Linked DNA regions of Mus musculus: regions 1, 3 and 4 are each linked to region 2. The links are chromatin contacts, called in public HiCAR-type, Micro-C and promoter capture Hi-C maps. All regions are on one chromosome and are shown on one strand. The core of a region is the stretch at or near the end of the contact, and the rest is flanking DNA. Distances in the headings are between cores, read along the strand shown.

Evidence for each region. Promoter capture Hi-C pulls out the DNA fragments that hold promoters and counts their contacts. Hi-C and Micro-C count contacts between places; a contact is called where the count stands out from the background. HiCAR-type assays count read pairs that join an accessible place to other places.
Region 1: a contact with region 2 is called in a HiCAR-type map of astrocytes, with 2.1 times the contacts expected there. The contact joins the enhancer-like site here to the promoter of Mccc2 in region 2. A contact is called at or near these places in 6 of 39 promoter capture datasets (embryonic stem cells, frontonasal cranial neural crest, hippocampal neurons and 3 more) and 3 of 115 datasets of contacts at active chromatin or transcription factors (astrocytes, embryonic stem cells and stem cell-derived neural progenitor cells).
Region 3: a contact with region 2 is called in a promoter capture Hi-C map of liver, with 2.8 times the contacts expected there. The contact joins the enhancer-like site here to the promoter of Mccc2 in region 2. A contact is called at or near these places in 3 of 39 promoter capture datasets (liver and pre-B cells) and 1 of 15 datasets of contacts at CTCF or cohesin (pro-B cells).
Region 4: a contact with region 2 is called in a Micro-C map of embryonic stem cells, with 4 times the contacts expected there. The contact joins the promoter of Ocln here to the promoter of Mccc2 in region 2. A contact is called at or near these places in 5 of 39 promoter capture datasets (embryonic stem cells, hippocampal neurons, liver and 1 more), 1 of 484 Hi-C or Micro-C datasets (embryonic stem cells), 1 of 115 datasets of contacts at active chromatin or transcription factors (stem cell-derived neural progenitor cells) and 1 of 9 other capture datasets (embryonic stem cells).

What each region holds. Positions count from the first base shown.
Region 1 is chr13:99,442,105-99,446,049 of GRCm38.p6, forward strand. It overlaps Map1b (microtubule-associated protein 1B), which reads right to left. Exons shown (of 7, transcript NM_008634.2): 3 at 2,110-2,192. Among named protein-coding and RNA genes, the nearest start is that of 6430562O15Rik, 31 kb to the left of the region's middle. Within about 2 kb of position 2,492, at least 68 of the 459 cell types and tissues checked have an H3K27ac peak or open chromatin away from gene starts, as enhancers often do. A contact at or near this core is called in astrocytes, embryonic stem cells, hippocampal neurons and 2 more, where this site is marked.
Region 2 is chr13:100,013,021-100,016,927 of GRCm38.p6, forward strand. It overlaps Mccc2 (methylcrotonoyl-Coenzyme A carboxylase 2 (beta)), which reads right to left and starts at 2,619. Exons shown (of 17, transcript NM_030026.2): 1 at 2,366-2,619. The coding sequence starts at 2,494.
Region 3 is chr13:100,577,506-100,581,091 of GRCm38.p6, forward strand. No RefSeq gene overlaps it. Among named protein-coding and RNA genes, the nearest start is that of Gm24261, 25 kb to the right of the region's middle. Within about 2 kb of position 1,911, at least 5 of the 459 cell types and tissues checked have an H3K27ac peak or open chromatin away from gene starts, as enhancers often do. A contact at or near this core is called in liver, where this site is marked.
Region 4 is chr13:100,550,633-100,554,483 of GRCm38.p6, forward strand. It overlaps Ocln (occludin), which reads right to left and starts at 2,086. Exons shown (of 9, transcript NM_001360536.1): 1 at 1,932-2,086.

The DNA.
Region 1 (3,945 bases), core at 1,242-3,741, 570 kb before region 2:
CTGGCAAGCATTTGTTCCACAGCTGTTATAAAGAATCTACTAGCAGCCTGCAGCCTGCAGCCTATGAGGCCAGGTGAGACTTGTGGCTATGCCAATCCAGGTCACCCAGCTAGCTTCAGAAAAGACATGTTTCCAAGCAGGCCTCAAGTTCCTACCCAGGATTCCTTTCTTGCAGTCCTTCCAGAGCAAGCACACCATGACAAATGCAGACTGCAGCGTTTGCATCAAGAAGCTTGACGGGACAGGGGACAGAAGAAAAGGCGACCCTTGAGTGGCGATCTGAGAAACTGAATTGAAAATAACTTACGCAAAAGAACCTTTGCTGGCAGGGAGGTGGGGGAGGGGGGCCAGTTGTCCTCTGCGGGAGCACTACCCTCTGAACCAAGGTTCTGAATTCAGTTCATGAATGTTTAGCACACACTACGTGCCCTGCATCATGTTCTGCACCAGGGAAAATTCAAAACTAAACAGGCCATGACCCCTGCCCATGAACCCCACAGGCCACACTCATAGAAAAGCATGCATACCTAAGCAGTTGTCTCAGGCTCATGTGGCCCACAAAGTAGCTTGATACTTCCAACAAAAGCTTTTAAACAAACAAAAAACAACCAAAAAACAAAAAACAAAACAAAACTCCTGTTTCACAGCTAGGCAGTCTACCTGGGTACATACTAGCCCTCCGGCTTCTGGGTGACAGAAAGTGCCCCTGGGTTTTCTGTGACTTCATGCCTAATTGGATTGTCAGAGCTTTTGCACGCAGAAGTAGGTCAAAACAGGCCCGATTACGATAGCCCCAAACCGAAAGCAACGAAAGTGGCAGAAACTAAGAAATGAGTTATCAGATGTCTACAAAAGGATGCCACACAATGGTCGAAAGGAGTGCGGGACCAACGTGCTACACTTGGACTAGATCATGACGCCACTAAGCTAAGTTAAGCTCCACAAAAGAGGCCACATGTTGTATGATGCCATTTGTATGAAATGTCTAAGACAGGAAAAAATCTGGAGAGAGAAAATAGGGATTGTCAGAAGCTAAGGGGCAGTGGGATAACTGCTAATGGGTTTAGGAAATTTTGGGGAGTGACAGGCATGTTTTGGAGTTAAACTGCTCATTTTTATAATAATTCTTAAAAAAAAAACACCCACAAAACTACACACTTTCAGTGAATGAGTCTATGGTTCATGAATTACATCCCAATTTGAAAACCTGAATAGTCAGAGTTGCTAAGACACCGGCAGAAGACACACACAGCCTAGGCTAGGATGTTGCCAGGGCCTTTGGTCCTTAATGCTCAGGAAGCAACTCTATCTCAGAGGAGGTGGAAGAGGAGCTCTATCAACGCTTGGCCTGAGGGGACCAGAGATTCTCTTGGCTTCCTCCAAATTCTTATGTCAGGGTGGGTCCTGAAATTGCCAATTACTCTCTCTAGTAGTAAGTATTCTCATGTGATGCTAATGATACAGCAGCAGGAGCCAGCATGTACATCTTAGTCACTATGTGCCACACTTCTTCTAAGCCCTGAGCACTTCAGAGAGCATTACATAGGAGCATTAAATTCAGGGGCTATTATGATCTCCTTCACAGGGAGGGGCAAACCGAAGCAGTAAGATAACTTGACCGACCTTGGATGATGAAACCAGGTGATTTGACCTGGGCTAGAGACCATGTTTCTGAGGCTGGCCTGCCTTCCAAGGGTAGCTAGTGCTGGCCTGGATCTCTCTGAACAGGGATGCTATTGGGATGCTCGTCGTCTCTGAGTTCCATCCCTGTATGTGCCAGCCTGGAGCTTGCCGTCTATTTCCTCTGCTACATTCTTGCTCTGCATCCTGGCAACAACATACCCAGTGCATACCCCCCATTCTACACCCCTCAACAAACATGCTTCCAGCTGGCACTGTTCGCTTGTGTCCTTAATTGAAAGAGGCTTCTGGTGAGCTGGTGCTATGATACTAGATGCAGAGAAGCAGGCTCTGGGCATCGAGGAAGCCTAGGACCTGGGACTTACCCCTTGTACATCTCTCTCCAACTCCCCCACCTATCTAGCCCCTTTGATCAGCCAAGTCCCCATCCTTGGAGGCTCTAAGACCTCCCAGAACTGAAATACTCACCTCAGTGCTGACGGCTTCATCTGAAGGGTTGATCAGAACGACTGTTTCTAAGACGTCACTTCGGTGATGAAGAATCTTTTGTCCTGAAGGCACAAAAAAAATACACAAAGAAGAGACCTTTAGCTCTTCCAGATGAAAGCGGCTCGCCTACTTCTGGGACAGCAGAGAAATTTCCAACTCAGATGTGGCCCTGGAAGCTGGGAAACACAGTGGATGCTACTGAGCACGAGGGTGTGCACACAACAGGCTCAACTGGAGCTGGGGTAGCCTGGGGCCCCCAGGCTTTTACACTGGGTCTTTCATGGTCGATGGCTAGGCAGCCTCCTGACCCAATGGCCGGGTTTTCATCAGAGACCAGGGAGGGGTGCCAGGAAAACTCAGTGGAGCTCTTGACATTTCCTTTCTCATGGTAATTGGGGATGTTTCTCCCTAACGTCCTTTCTTCTGGTGAGAACGGCGCGGAGATTAATTAGGAGCCTCATTGTGAAGTGAATGACGGCCAGAAACCCGACTAACAATTAACCCAGCAGCCAGAATGGCTGTCTGAGGCAGGCTTACGGTCTGTTGGGGTATTCACTAATTAATTCACTTGCTTGTAGGAAAGTGAAGAAACAGTGGGCAAAAGAGAAGTGGAAGGCTACCCTCCCCCAGGACAGGGTGGCCAAACTGCCCCACAAGACAAAACTGAGGGAGAACTAAAGTAAGGTGTGGTTTGGGATGAGGGAGTTTAAGGATGCTCTGCAGGGCTCTTGATATCTCCCACTCCTTACAGCACCATCCTGTGCTGGTCAGCCTCAGGCTTAGGTCAGCAGAGACCTATGGATTGCCTTCTACAAACATTACCCTGCCTTGACAAGGAGATGAAAGCCATCCAGTGAATGTAGCCAGAGTCGCTGATGTATGCTTTACCAGCAAACAACGGACAGAGAGGGGCGTTCCCTCGGAAATGTGGGAGGAAGCCACGTGGTTGGGAGGGAAAGCACGCCTGCTGTTTGGAAGTACAATGAAGCCTGGAAGACTGGAAGAAACAGGAGCTTCTGAGGGAGATACCAACAGAGAAAAACAGAAGGAAAGTAGATCTAGGGTTCTTGGAAAAGCTAAAACAGAATCCTGTATGAACTGCCATTTAATTGGTTGGTGCAAGTTGAAAGTAGGAACCTGAGCAAATATTTCTGTGCTAATGTTAATTACAGCATTATTTTAATAGCCAAAAGATAAAATAACCCAAGTGTCTGGGTTAGATGTGGTCTACCCACAACGGAATACTAGTCAGAAATAGAAAAAAAAAAAAATCAAGCTCTGCTAATGTTACAAAGATGAACTAGAACATAAGGGGGAAAAAAAAGCTGAACACAAATGGATACATAAAATAGTACTTTATGCCCATGAAATACCCAGAATAAGTAAATTTAAAATAGCAATTACCAAAGGCTAAAGGAGGGGGAATTGGGGAGCTATTGCTTAATGGGTACTATCCCATGTTTGGGGTAATGAAAACATTTTGAAAATGTAAGTGATGACATATACAACCTTGTAGACATATTGATCACTCCTGAGTTGTAGATTTAAAAAAAATAGTTAAAATGGCCAATTTTTCTTTATATGTATTTTATCACAAGATGAAGGATCAATGAGACAGACAAGTAAGCCCTGAAGAAAATACTTTGCGTGCGTGTGTGGTATATGTATATACGCTATCCCAGGAAAGCCATTAGAAAGGAGGCGGTTCCAGGCTCGACTCAGCTGGAGATTTCCCCTTTGTATTATCAAGGATCACAGAAACTAGAAACAGCTGCTTAGAGACATTCTACTCATGTCACCATTATTGATCATCCC
Region 2 (3,907 bases), core at 1,369-3,868:
AGTCTCATTATGTTGCCTTGTCTGACCTCAAACTCCTACTCAACAGGTACTCCCATCTCAACTGCCCGACTGCTAGAACTGTATGTACAACCATGCCTAGTTTACACTTTAATAGCCTAAGTTTAATGTATCTATATTTAATACTTTGCTTGCATGATCTAGAAAAATCCAGTTGGAGCTGACACAGTGGCTAGTTTTCATGGTACCAGAAGTGTTGTGCAGGTCACTTAAGAAATCAATGGTCTTACTCAGTGCTGGGCCCTGCATGTTGCAATACCAACCTCCTAGGTAAGCTATGCCCACTGGTGCAGTGGTGCAATGGCTGTTAGGTGACAACCACCATGTTCAGGTTGGAGTTTGAGGTCTAGTCCACAAACTGGAATTCATGCCTGGTACTGTAAGCCCGATCAAAGCCCTTGGCTTGGGAGGTCAAGGGCTCTAGGGGAGAATGTTCTGATGAATGGACCTGTCAAACTATCTGAAAATGTATGTTTATACATGTATATTAGTGCTGCTCTAAACCTCTGTCCGCGAAGCTTCTCTATGGAGTGGATAGCAGCTAATGGAGAGATTGATAACTATCTAAGTGCCGAGGATAAGCAACTGTGAGGTGCTCAGTCTTAAAATGAGATAGTTACACCACACACACACACACACACACACACACACACACACACACACACGCACGCTTAGGGAACATCATGTAAGAGGGAGTGGAAATACTGGAAGAGCCAAAGGCTGGGGAGGAGAGCTGTCCTCTGGATGTGACATAGCTATTGTGCTCATGAATTCACTGCAGTTGTGGCTACCTAAACAAGACCCGCACAAGACCAAGCCAACGATCAGTCAACATTGTAGCAATTAGCAACAATAGGACTCAGCTAGTTTTTAAGGTGGTATTAAAAGGTATTAGAAGGATATGGGAAGGTAGGTGGGAGGGAGGGACACATTGGGAAGTGTCTAGGGAGACTGGGAAGGGGAACTGGGAACAGATAACATCGAGATACACCAGCTGGGCGTGGTAGCACACGCCTTAAACCACAGAAGCAGAGGCAGGTGATGACCATGCTCAGCTTGGTCTACAGAGCTGATCTACAAAGCCAGGACAGCCAGGGCTACTCAGGAAAATAAAAATCCCTGCCTCAAAACAGACAAAAAGATACACTGTATTTCTGTATGAAACTGTCAAAACTAAACAAGATAGTCCTAAAAATAATAAAATAGCTATGTTCAAGGAAATGGTTGGAACTAGAGATCATCACAGTAGGGAGGCAGGGAAACAAATACCACATTTTCTCTCACATGCAGAATCTAGGTTAGATGTACAATTTAGGGACATGAAAGTATAAGGACTACTTGGAAAGAGAAAAGGAGACAGCAAAAGAGTGGAGAGGAGATAAGAGAGTCATGTATGTACATATAGTGAAGTGTATTTATTACTTTGTACAATTAGTATATAGTAGTTGTATTTTGTTGTAGTGGTGGTGGTAGTTTTTTTGAGAAGTTATTTTGTAACTTTGGCTGTCCAGGAACTGGCTTTGTTGATCAAGGTGGACCGAACCTCACAAAGATCCACCTGCTTCTGCTCTGTGTGCTCTAGGTGCCTTCAGCCCTTCAGGGCTAGGACACCTCTTACCACACAGCCGCACAGCTATCTGATTTCTAGTTAACGTTTCCCAGCCCCAAATGACTTTCATTCCTACACATCCAGGCCAAATACTTAAAATACCGCACAAACAACTTAGTGCTTAACTAAGTTAACTTCTTCCCTGGCAAATAACTGCTGGTTCTATGAATAATTCAGACGTTATCTGTAGAGGCCATGAAACAGATTTAAATGTTCCAGCTTTGATACTTCACAAATTATGAGTTGCTTCTTTGGCCAGGGGAAGCCACTCAGTCCCAAGAAAAGCTATGTAAAGACATTGTGAGCTGTGTATTGTTAATATAACTATTAAGCGGAAGAGTGTAAACTATCGTGCTATGGTAGTTCCTAAAGGTGGCTGCCACAAGACCGCTAAAGAATATACCCAGCCATGCAAACACGAGGACCACAACTTCGTGATTACAAAGTTGCCAAACCGGTCTCGGGCATTTGTAAGTTGTCCAAGCGACAATGCTTTGTGGGGTTTTGAGAACCACTGATTTGAGTGACACAAAATGCCAGTACCAGTCCTAAAAGTGAACTAAAATCTCACTGGAACGACTTCCTTCTGCAAACTTCACAGGACCCTACTGAGTCCCAGAATGACGCCTGAAGCTGCAAAGGAAAGAACAGCAGAGATCCAAGCATGCCCACCCTCTGGCCTCCGATGACTCCGGGGCAGGAAGGCGAACAGGCCTCCAGGACGCTCGCTCAACCTACCTGGTAGGTGGAGGAGGCCGAGTCAGGCTGGGTGCCCAGTCGGGCCACTGAGTCCCCGTGATAGGCACGCTGCGGGGGTACAGCAGCCCGACAGCACGGTCGCAGAGCTGACCTCAGCGCGCCCCACATGGCGATGGCAAACACCCAAAAGAGAAAGAGAGCGGCCCTGCAGCTCGGTTCTGCAGCTCCTGGGGGCTGCTCCTCCAGAGTCCTTGCAGCACCAGCCCTGGTCCATCAGCTCCCAGGCCAGCCCCGCACACGTGCCATCGCAGACCACCTCCAATTGGTCGGCGCTGCGCGCCACGCCTCTCTACTCCGCCAATGAGGCGCAGAAGAGCAGCTGCGCGAGTCCAGGTTCCATCGCGAGCCCAGGAACACTGGGCCGAGTAGAGCGAACAGATAAGTGGCTGCTGTCCTGCCGAAGCGTTTGTCACAAGCATGCACCCGCCTCTAGCCCATGTACTGCAGAGCTTCAGCACACCTGATCATTTTTAGAATGTGACAGATTGTAGACATCAGTACTGGGATCTTCACACCAATAAGGATTAAAAACACTCTGCGAAGTGCCTTAGTGTTGTTTTGTTTTGTTTTGACTCGCACACTTTATTGAATGCTTACGTGTTACTACAGCATGAGCAAAGTAAAAGCGCCAGGAGCATCAGAAAGATGAACAGGCTAAGGAGAGGGTCGGCTGTGCCCTAGGAGGAAAGATGCTGTAGGAGAATAGCACCCGAATAAAAGCCAGATTGGGTAGAAACACATAACTAAGATGGGAGCCAGGCTTGGTCGCTCTGTCTCCCTTGGGGACCATAGACTCTACCACTCTGCAGCTTCAAGAAAGAAGCCCGACCCACAGAAAACTATGGTAAACCAATTGATAGAAGGCTTGTCAAAGTTTCTGTAGCTTACTAAGTGAAGAGTCCACAGACTACTAAGTGAAGAATTTAGAGGCTAGGGTGGGCAACAAAATGAGACATTGTCTGAAACCAACTGTTTTAACATGAATCTTGAAGACAATGTCATCATACAAATAGTGTTGGGCTGAGTGGTAGAACGCTTGCCTAGAATGCAAAAGGCTCTAGGTGTGTGTGTGTGTGCGCGCGCGCACATGCACACAGAGGAGAGAGAGAGTAGGTGAAACATGCCTACTATATTAAATGGTGCTAATTTAGAAGGAGTGGCACTTTGTGTGTACAGACGTGGGTACGGTGTGTGTACAGAAGCACACATGGACACATGGAAGCTGGAGAATGTCAGTATCAAGCCATTACTCTGCCTTATTCCTTTGAAACCAAGTCTCTCACTGAACTTGCAGCGAGGTGTGCAGCTAGAAACCTCTGATCCTTCTGCCCCTGCTCAACCCAGTGCTTTTACCCACTGAGCCCTCCCTAGCTCCAGAAATGGCCAGCTTTTTTAAAATCTAAGAAAAACGAAGGCCTAAGTCAAATCAAAGTGAGTTCACCATGACATAAGCATTCTATCTTGCTACAAGCCGACCCCAAATAAGATCTTGTAATGTGGAAAATAACTTAAAGATTCACA
Region 3 (3,586 bases), core at 661-3,160, 560 kb after region 2:
CTCCCAGACTCAAACTGGCTTCTAGCCTCCAGGCGTACACATCAGGAAAAGTGCTTGTGGAACCTCTACATGCTCCTCTTGGTGTTGAGAGGGACTTAGATAATCGCACCAGAAAGAGACATCCAGAGTAGGCTAGAAAGAGAGAGGGCGGACTCTGCTTCTGTGTGCTATCAGTCAGCAACCAAAGGATTTCATAGAGAACACAAGCAAAGTGCCTGAGAGTGTTCGTGTCCTTCGATATCCAGAGCTGCAGATCAGGGTCAACACCCTTCCCTGTTCCAGGATTAAAAATAATAAAGAACTTAAGCCTTTCTAGATTTTCTGTTCCTGCCTCAAAGTCAGTAAGAGTTGGTGATGTCATATCCGCGCCTTATCCTTGGGAACTGGTTATTGCTGTGCACGGTTCTTTAAACATGCGAAGGAAAGGAAGGAACACCCGTCGGTCGGTCGGAGCCTTTTGAACTGGCTGCCTGTGCCCTCTAATATGCAGAAACCCAACCATGTGGAAAGGGAGAGTCTAGCTAGCATTCAAGGCTGGCAGAAAAAAGGAGTGTCCAGTGGGCTTTGAAGTGGAGACAGAAATATGTACTTACCAACTTTCTTCTGTCGCTTAGCCTCTTCAGGCCAAGGCTTAAGAAAAAATATCAGCCAGGCGGCATGGTGGTGCACACCTTTAGTCCCAGCACTCAGGAGGCAGAGGCAGGCGGATCTGAGTTCAAAGGTAGCCTAGACTTTGTGAGTAAATTCTAGGACAGTCAATGCTATACAGAGAAACCAGTCTTAAACAAACAAACAAACAAACATAAAAAAAAAAAAAGAAAGAAAAGAAAAATACCTATGTGCTGTTTTCTTCTTTCTGTCTGTCTGTCTTTCTTCCTTTCTTTCTCTTTGTTTTGTTATGGTCTGAGACCAAGTCTAGTCGTAATGCTCCAACTGGTCTGGTACTTCTGGACTCAAGCTATCTTGCCTTTGGTCTCCCATGTAGCTGGGACTACGGGTATGTGCCTCTATCACTTCATGTAAGGAAAAGAAAATAGCTGGGTAGTGGTGGCGCACACCTTTAATCCCAGCACTTGGGAGGCAGAGGCAGGCAGATTTCTGAGTTTGAGACCAGCCTGGTCTATAGAGTGAGTTCCAAGACAGCCAGGGCTACACAGAGAAACCCTATTTCGAAAACACTGCCCCCACCCTCCAAAATATATATGATACGCACATACACATATGCAACTTTGGGGAGTATTTTCTCCTTCCACCATGTATGTATGCATGTATGTCATATATGTATGTATGTGTGTGTGTGTGTGTGTGTGTGTGTATATATATATATGTGTATATATATATATATATATATATATATATATGTGTGTGTGTGTGTGTATGTGGATATACACATGTATACACACACATATATATAATAGATAGGTAGATAGATAGATAGATAGATAGATAGATAGGCAGATATCATCAAGCTTTATGTTACTGGTTTTTAAAAGGTCAAGGCTTAGCATGGACTTTGGGCTTTTGTACACTTAATACTGCTATCTCAAAAGTACAAGGTTTGTATCTTGTCTTGGGACTATCATCAAGGCAAAGCATGGAAGTAAATATTTGTAGTTGCTTAAAACAATGCAGTCCAGAACAATATTCCATGAAACTGTTGCTGAAATCAGCTATGGAGAGAAAAGCATAATGAGGTTGTTCCCAGTGCCGGGGAATTACTTTAGATGACAGTTTTATATTCTTACTACATGTATGTATGTATGTATGTATGTATGTATGTATGAATGTATGTATTTATTCTCTCTCTCTTTCTCTCTCTCCCTCCTGTGTGTGTGTGTGTTTACAGATGTACCACAGTGTGTTTGTGGAGGTCAGAGGACAATTTTGAGGAGTGTTTTCCCTCTTCCACCACGTGGGACCTGGCAGAGGTACAGCAGCCAGTGTTTACCTACTGAGCGGTCTCCACTACCTTCTTTCCTAATCTCTGCCTGGTGTTTATGTCTCAGCTCCCACCCTCCTAATTTTACCCCCATGGCTCACAGCGTTCTCACCAGATCTGTCTCATTTCTTTAAAAATCTTTTGACCTACAGAATGGTCTCTAGACCATTCACTAGAGTTTTCCCTTTCCCACTGCAAGCTAAAGGCAGTTGTGACTGGATATGGAGGCAGAGGCAGGTGGATCTTTATGAGTTCAAAGCTAACCTGCTCTACATAGCAAGTTCCAGGACAGCCAAAGCTACATAGTGAGACGCTGTCTCAAAAATAAAATACAACACAAAGCATTTAAGGGACAGGTCCCATTTATTTCCCACTTGGCTTATGGCTTGCCAGGCTTGAAGGAAGGAGGCCGGTGGCAGCCTCAGGAACTATGACTGCAGGTACAAAAGACACCTTGGATTTTGTTATTTGACTTTTATACTTTAAAAATTGTTGGGCTGGAGAAATGGCTCAGTGGTTAAGAGCACCAACTGCTCTTCCAGAGGTCCTGAGTTCAGATTGTCAGTCTTGCATCACTAAGCAGCAAGCAACTTCACCCACCAAGTCATCTCAGGGGCCCTAGTTTGAGCTCTTCTTTGACTTGGTTTTAATTTCTATGACCTGCTGTCTGTAACTAACCTGGTAAGCACAACCAGTCATGCAGTGACACCTGCAGGTCTAAGCCACCAGACCAAGGCAGGGCACAGTGAGTGTTTTTGCTTCTTAAGGGAATCTGACTATGATTATCTTCTGAAGGCTACTTCCACATCTTCTGGTGAACAACAAGATAGATTTACCCAAGTTCAAAACCTGGGTTAGGAATACAGTAAACACTTACCCAGCATGCCCAGGGCCCTAGCTCACTTACCGTCACCTGAAACAAACATATATATCTAAATCAAATCTCAACTATAGAAAGAATCTCTGTAACAACAACAACAACAACAAACTTGTCTAATTAAAAAGACACAAAGGACTTATATAGATATTTATTCAAAGAAAATGGATGTATGACCAACATCCTTAGAAAAATGCAAATCCGTATGACAATGACTGTTACTAAAGGGGCAAGAGAGGAAAGGAGTGTGTGTGTGTTGGTAAACATTTGGAGAATGGGCCAAGGGTTATGGTGGCATGCTGGGAGTCCTAGGTAATCCTAGCTCTCAGTGCCTTGGGGCAGGAGGATCGAAAGTTAAAGGTTATTCTTAGCTACACATCAACTTCAAGGTCAGCCCTGGCTACATGAGACTGCCTCAAAGAAATAAAAAATTAGATGTGGAGAAGTCGGAACCTTGCTAATGAGTGCCTCAAAGAGAAAGAGTAGTTTCTGTTTCCTGTGTGTGTGTGTAAATATGGCACATGCATGTGAGCAAATGTACACACATGGGTGCCAGGTGTAGGCACTTGGTTTGTATGCATGTGGAGGACAGAGGACAATGTGGAGTACCTGTGTCTCTTCATCATGTCCCTTGAGAACAGCCTCTCCCTGAAGCTGGAGTCCACCAGGAGCCTTCTGTGGTTATTCTGTCTCCATTTCCCTCTCCAGCCCCCAGTACTATGATCACAGGCGAGAACCAGAGCCATGCTAGGCTTTTTTTTTTTTTTTTT
Region 4 (3,851 bases), core at 836-3,335, 540 kb after region 2:
AAAACAAAAACAAAAGAAAACAAATAAACAAAGCCAAGGTGCTCCAAAATTCAATAGCCAAGAAAGACTAAAAAACAAAAATACAAGTTTGCTTGGGGGTTGGGAGTACACAGCTCAGCTTTAAGGTCCTTAGAGCTGAGCCCTAAATTGTATTCCCCAATGTGTAAAACTGTTCAATGTGTAAATGATACTTAGTCATTTCTATTTTAAAGGTGGAAGTGGTACAATGGGCTGGTTTGATAATTGCCTCGGCTCGCTATAGTAGTTATTTTCTCTGAAATTCTCTACAGTTAACTACTCCTTGTGAGTTTGCTTAAGTTTTCTGTATCCTGCCTTCTGTAGATTTTTGAAGCTTTGCTGAGATTCCAACCTTAGCCTACCCCCCCCCCTTCCCCAACCTTTAAAATAGAGTTCTGGTAGGATTTACCTTTCACAAAGATGCTCATACTTTCTAAGTTGCCTGGAAGCTGCTGGAATGTGGACTGTGCCCACTCCCTACTTAAGTCTATCTGGCCAACCTCGCCATTCCATTGCCTAACAAAGAAAGCACTAACAACTAAGATAAATCCAAACGAAAAAAGAAAAGAAAACCACCAACAGTGGAAATTTAAGATTTATACATACGGCGCAAAGGAACTACAGTTATACTCAGGGATATGTAGTTGAACAACGCACGAACCACTGAAAGCGTCACCAGAAAGCGCATTACTGAGAGGCATTCCTCTTTTCCGGTGATCCCAACAACACACCTGTTGTATATGAAAGCCACGCATTGCTAACCTGCCTGGAAAGCTGCCTTCTCCCCGCCCCAGGTAATTCCCCTAGTGGCAGTTTGCCCGGTGAGCCCCGGGCAGGCCCGAGGATACCTCCGCTCCCGCTGGAACCCCGGTTACTCCACCTGGGTCGAAAGGGGCTCAGAGTTGTTCCAGCGCCAAGATGCAGAGGCCATTTTGGTCCCCACCCATTTGTCCCCGCATACTTCCTCTGATGCAAGGCCACTCGCCGCTAGACTCGCGGGGCCGACTTTGCCCAGGAGGTCTGCAAAGTGGACCGCCTATACAGGCTGCGGGTCCCCGAGACCGTGCGCCCCACCGCAGCTTTGCGCTCGGGAGCCGCCAGGCCAGAGCAGGGCAGCAGAGCAGGCCCTGCCCCGGGGCAGGTCCCCGGCCCGCGGTCACGGATGAGAATCCACCGCGTGAGCAGCTTCCCTCGAAATCCAGCCTCACTCGAAAAGAACACCAAAAGCTGAAATCAACAAGGACGCACGCACCGCCCCCTGTTCCAAACAGCCAGAATAATACACTCCACGACTCTGGGGACGCTGCAGAGGACCCCCGGCCTCCCTCCTGGGATGAATTACCCAAAAGAGCGGAAACCAGAAGGGCCACAGGGATCTTTATCGCCCTGCGTCGCCCAGCACCAGCCCTAACTAGAGACCCCGAGTAACCCACAGATCTCCAGCGCCCAGTTGAGCGCTGGATCCGCCCCCGACGCTCCCGCCTCGGCAAAAGTAGAAAGTAGCTCGGGCATTTCTGGTGGACAAGGTTTCGCCCGCGACTCCGAGAGAGAAAGGGAGCCCCCCAGATCCTCCCGCGCTGCGCTCAGGCACACGCGCTTCTCTGGTTTCCGTGAGAGCCGAGTCCAGGGCGAAACTGCCACCGAAACTGGCTCCGCGTGCCCTCCCCGCGCCTCGCCTCCCAGCCCCGGCGCGTCACCCTGGGGGACCCCGGGCACCGCACCTGCCTCGCACCCACCTTGGCGGCCGGAATCCCAAGGTGCTCACCTGGCCGGTGCACCTGCCGCCGCCCGCGCTGCCAATCCACAGTTCAACTGAGCCAGGAGGACCGTCCTCCGCTTCCCCCACCCCCTACCCCCGGGCATGCGCACCAATTTCTGGCCGAACCCGCCCGGGGCTGTGCGCTGGGACCCACCTGCCGAGCCCCTAGCCGGTTGCTCCGTGCGCTGGACCGCTCTCCCGCAACTCCACCGCTGTCGCCTAAGGAAAGAGGGGCCGGGAGGTGGGCACTAGCGACGAGGTGTGGCGTGGCCAGCCTCCTCCCTCGGTGACCCATTCACCTGAAACTCCGATGGGAGGGGGAGGGAGCGACGGAGAAGGAGGCGGGAGGACCGGGCAGGGCTCACCACCCAGAGCAAGCCGAGTTAAAGGAACAGCACCGACGTTGCCTGGAGAGGGGCGGGGGCGTGCGGAGAGAAGGGTCTCAAGATCGTGGAGGCAATGGGGTGATCCTAGACCATTTTGGGTGTGCTCGGAGATACGCCTGCTTCAGGGCCCCTGTGGGGTGTTGGTTCCGGGAGGAGAGTCAGAGGTCAGGAGGGAGCTGTTGTGCTGCTACTCAGAGAGGGTCCAAGGGCGCCTGGAGGCTGATGAGAAGGTCTGAGTTCTCTTCCTACTGTGTTCTGCTGCCAGGTTTGATTAAATGTCTGGTGGAAAACAGTACCCGATGCTTGGTCCAGCGAAAGAGTGGACTTTTTTCAGAAGTGCTTATTACTAGCACCTTCCGATTCAGAGGATTCGGAAAAAGACTACCCTCTGGTCTGGAGTGGTTAAAATGAAGAGAGATTACTGTAGCTGTGTGAGTCACACGGAATCCCCAGGCCACAGGGTCCTTGTCCACGCATGCACGAAACGTAACTACGGTGTGATTGAGGCTACTCTAAAGGGATTTAAAGCCGTTTCGGTATTCTTTCTTGGCTCAAAACAAAACAAGCAAAACCAATCTGGTTGCTAAGGGTTGTATTTTTTTACTCTGTCTATAACTCTGTTGTTACAGACTTGTGCGTGTGTGTGCGATTTTGTTGTATTTCATATTCATTTTACTCTACGATATAGAGATTTTAGTTCTTGTTAGTTAACTATCTGCACCGAAGATAGTTAAATTTCGCAAGCCCTGCTTCCTTTTGTGTTCCAGTCCTGAATGTCTGCATTGCTAATACATCTTAGTCCAATCCCATGCTCCTTTCTGCCTTTAAGTAGCTACAGGTGTGGTTCTCCTTTGCATTAAATCTTAAAGCACAATTCAGTACTTCCGGAAGTAAAAATTTAAATGATGACAGCCTTAATAGATTCTTAATCTAATTAGTAATCTTTCATGAAGTCATCGCTATAATTATTTCAATGTGACTGTAGTTTTTGATTGATGTAGATTAAATTGATATTCACCCCAAGGAAGCCAGGTTAATCCTCTTAATGTTAGCTGCCGGATTGCTAATATTTCCAAACGTTCCAACTCGGATTATAATTACACAAGGAAACATTTTTGTAAACACCTGACTATTATCTTATTGAGTATTTCGCTCTGTTTTGAAGAGGATCTCATAGGTTTGGAGGTGGTGGTGGTGGTGATAGTGGTGTTTTTCCTATTTAAAAATAAATATAAATTGACTGGGGATGCATCTTGTCCCCAGAACACCTCCCTGCCATGTTTGAAGCCTTAGGATTTCATCCTTAGTTCATATACCTTGCCAAGTGTATTCCTGGGGCCTGGAGAGACGGCTCAGTGGTTAGACACAGTAGCTACTCTTCTACGGGCTTCTCCTCTAGTTGTTCAATTCCCAGCACCACACGGTAGCTAATAAACCGTCGTAACTCCAGTTCTGGAGGGTATGACACCTTCTAGCCTCCTTGTGCAGTAGGCACACAAGTAGTACATAGACAATACATACAAGCAAATTACCTGTACACTTAAGATAAAAATTGTTATTTAAAATATAGTGTGTGCTTAATATTTTTTTTTGCAGTTGCAAGGTTGTATAACCATTGTTACCATGTTCTAATTCCAGAGCATTTTCATTTGAAACCCAATATGTATTAATAGTCATTTTCTGTTTCC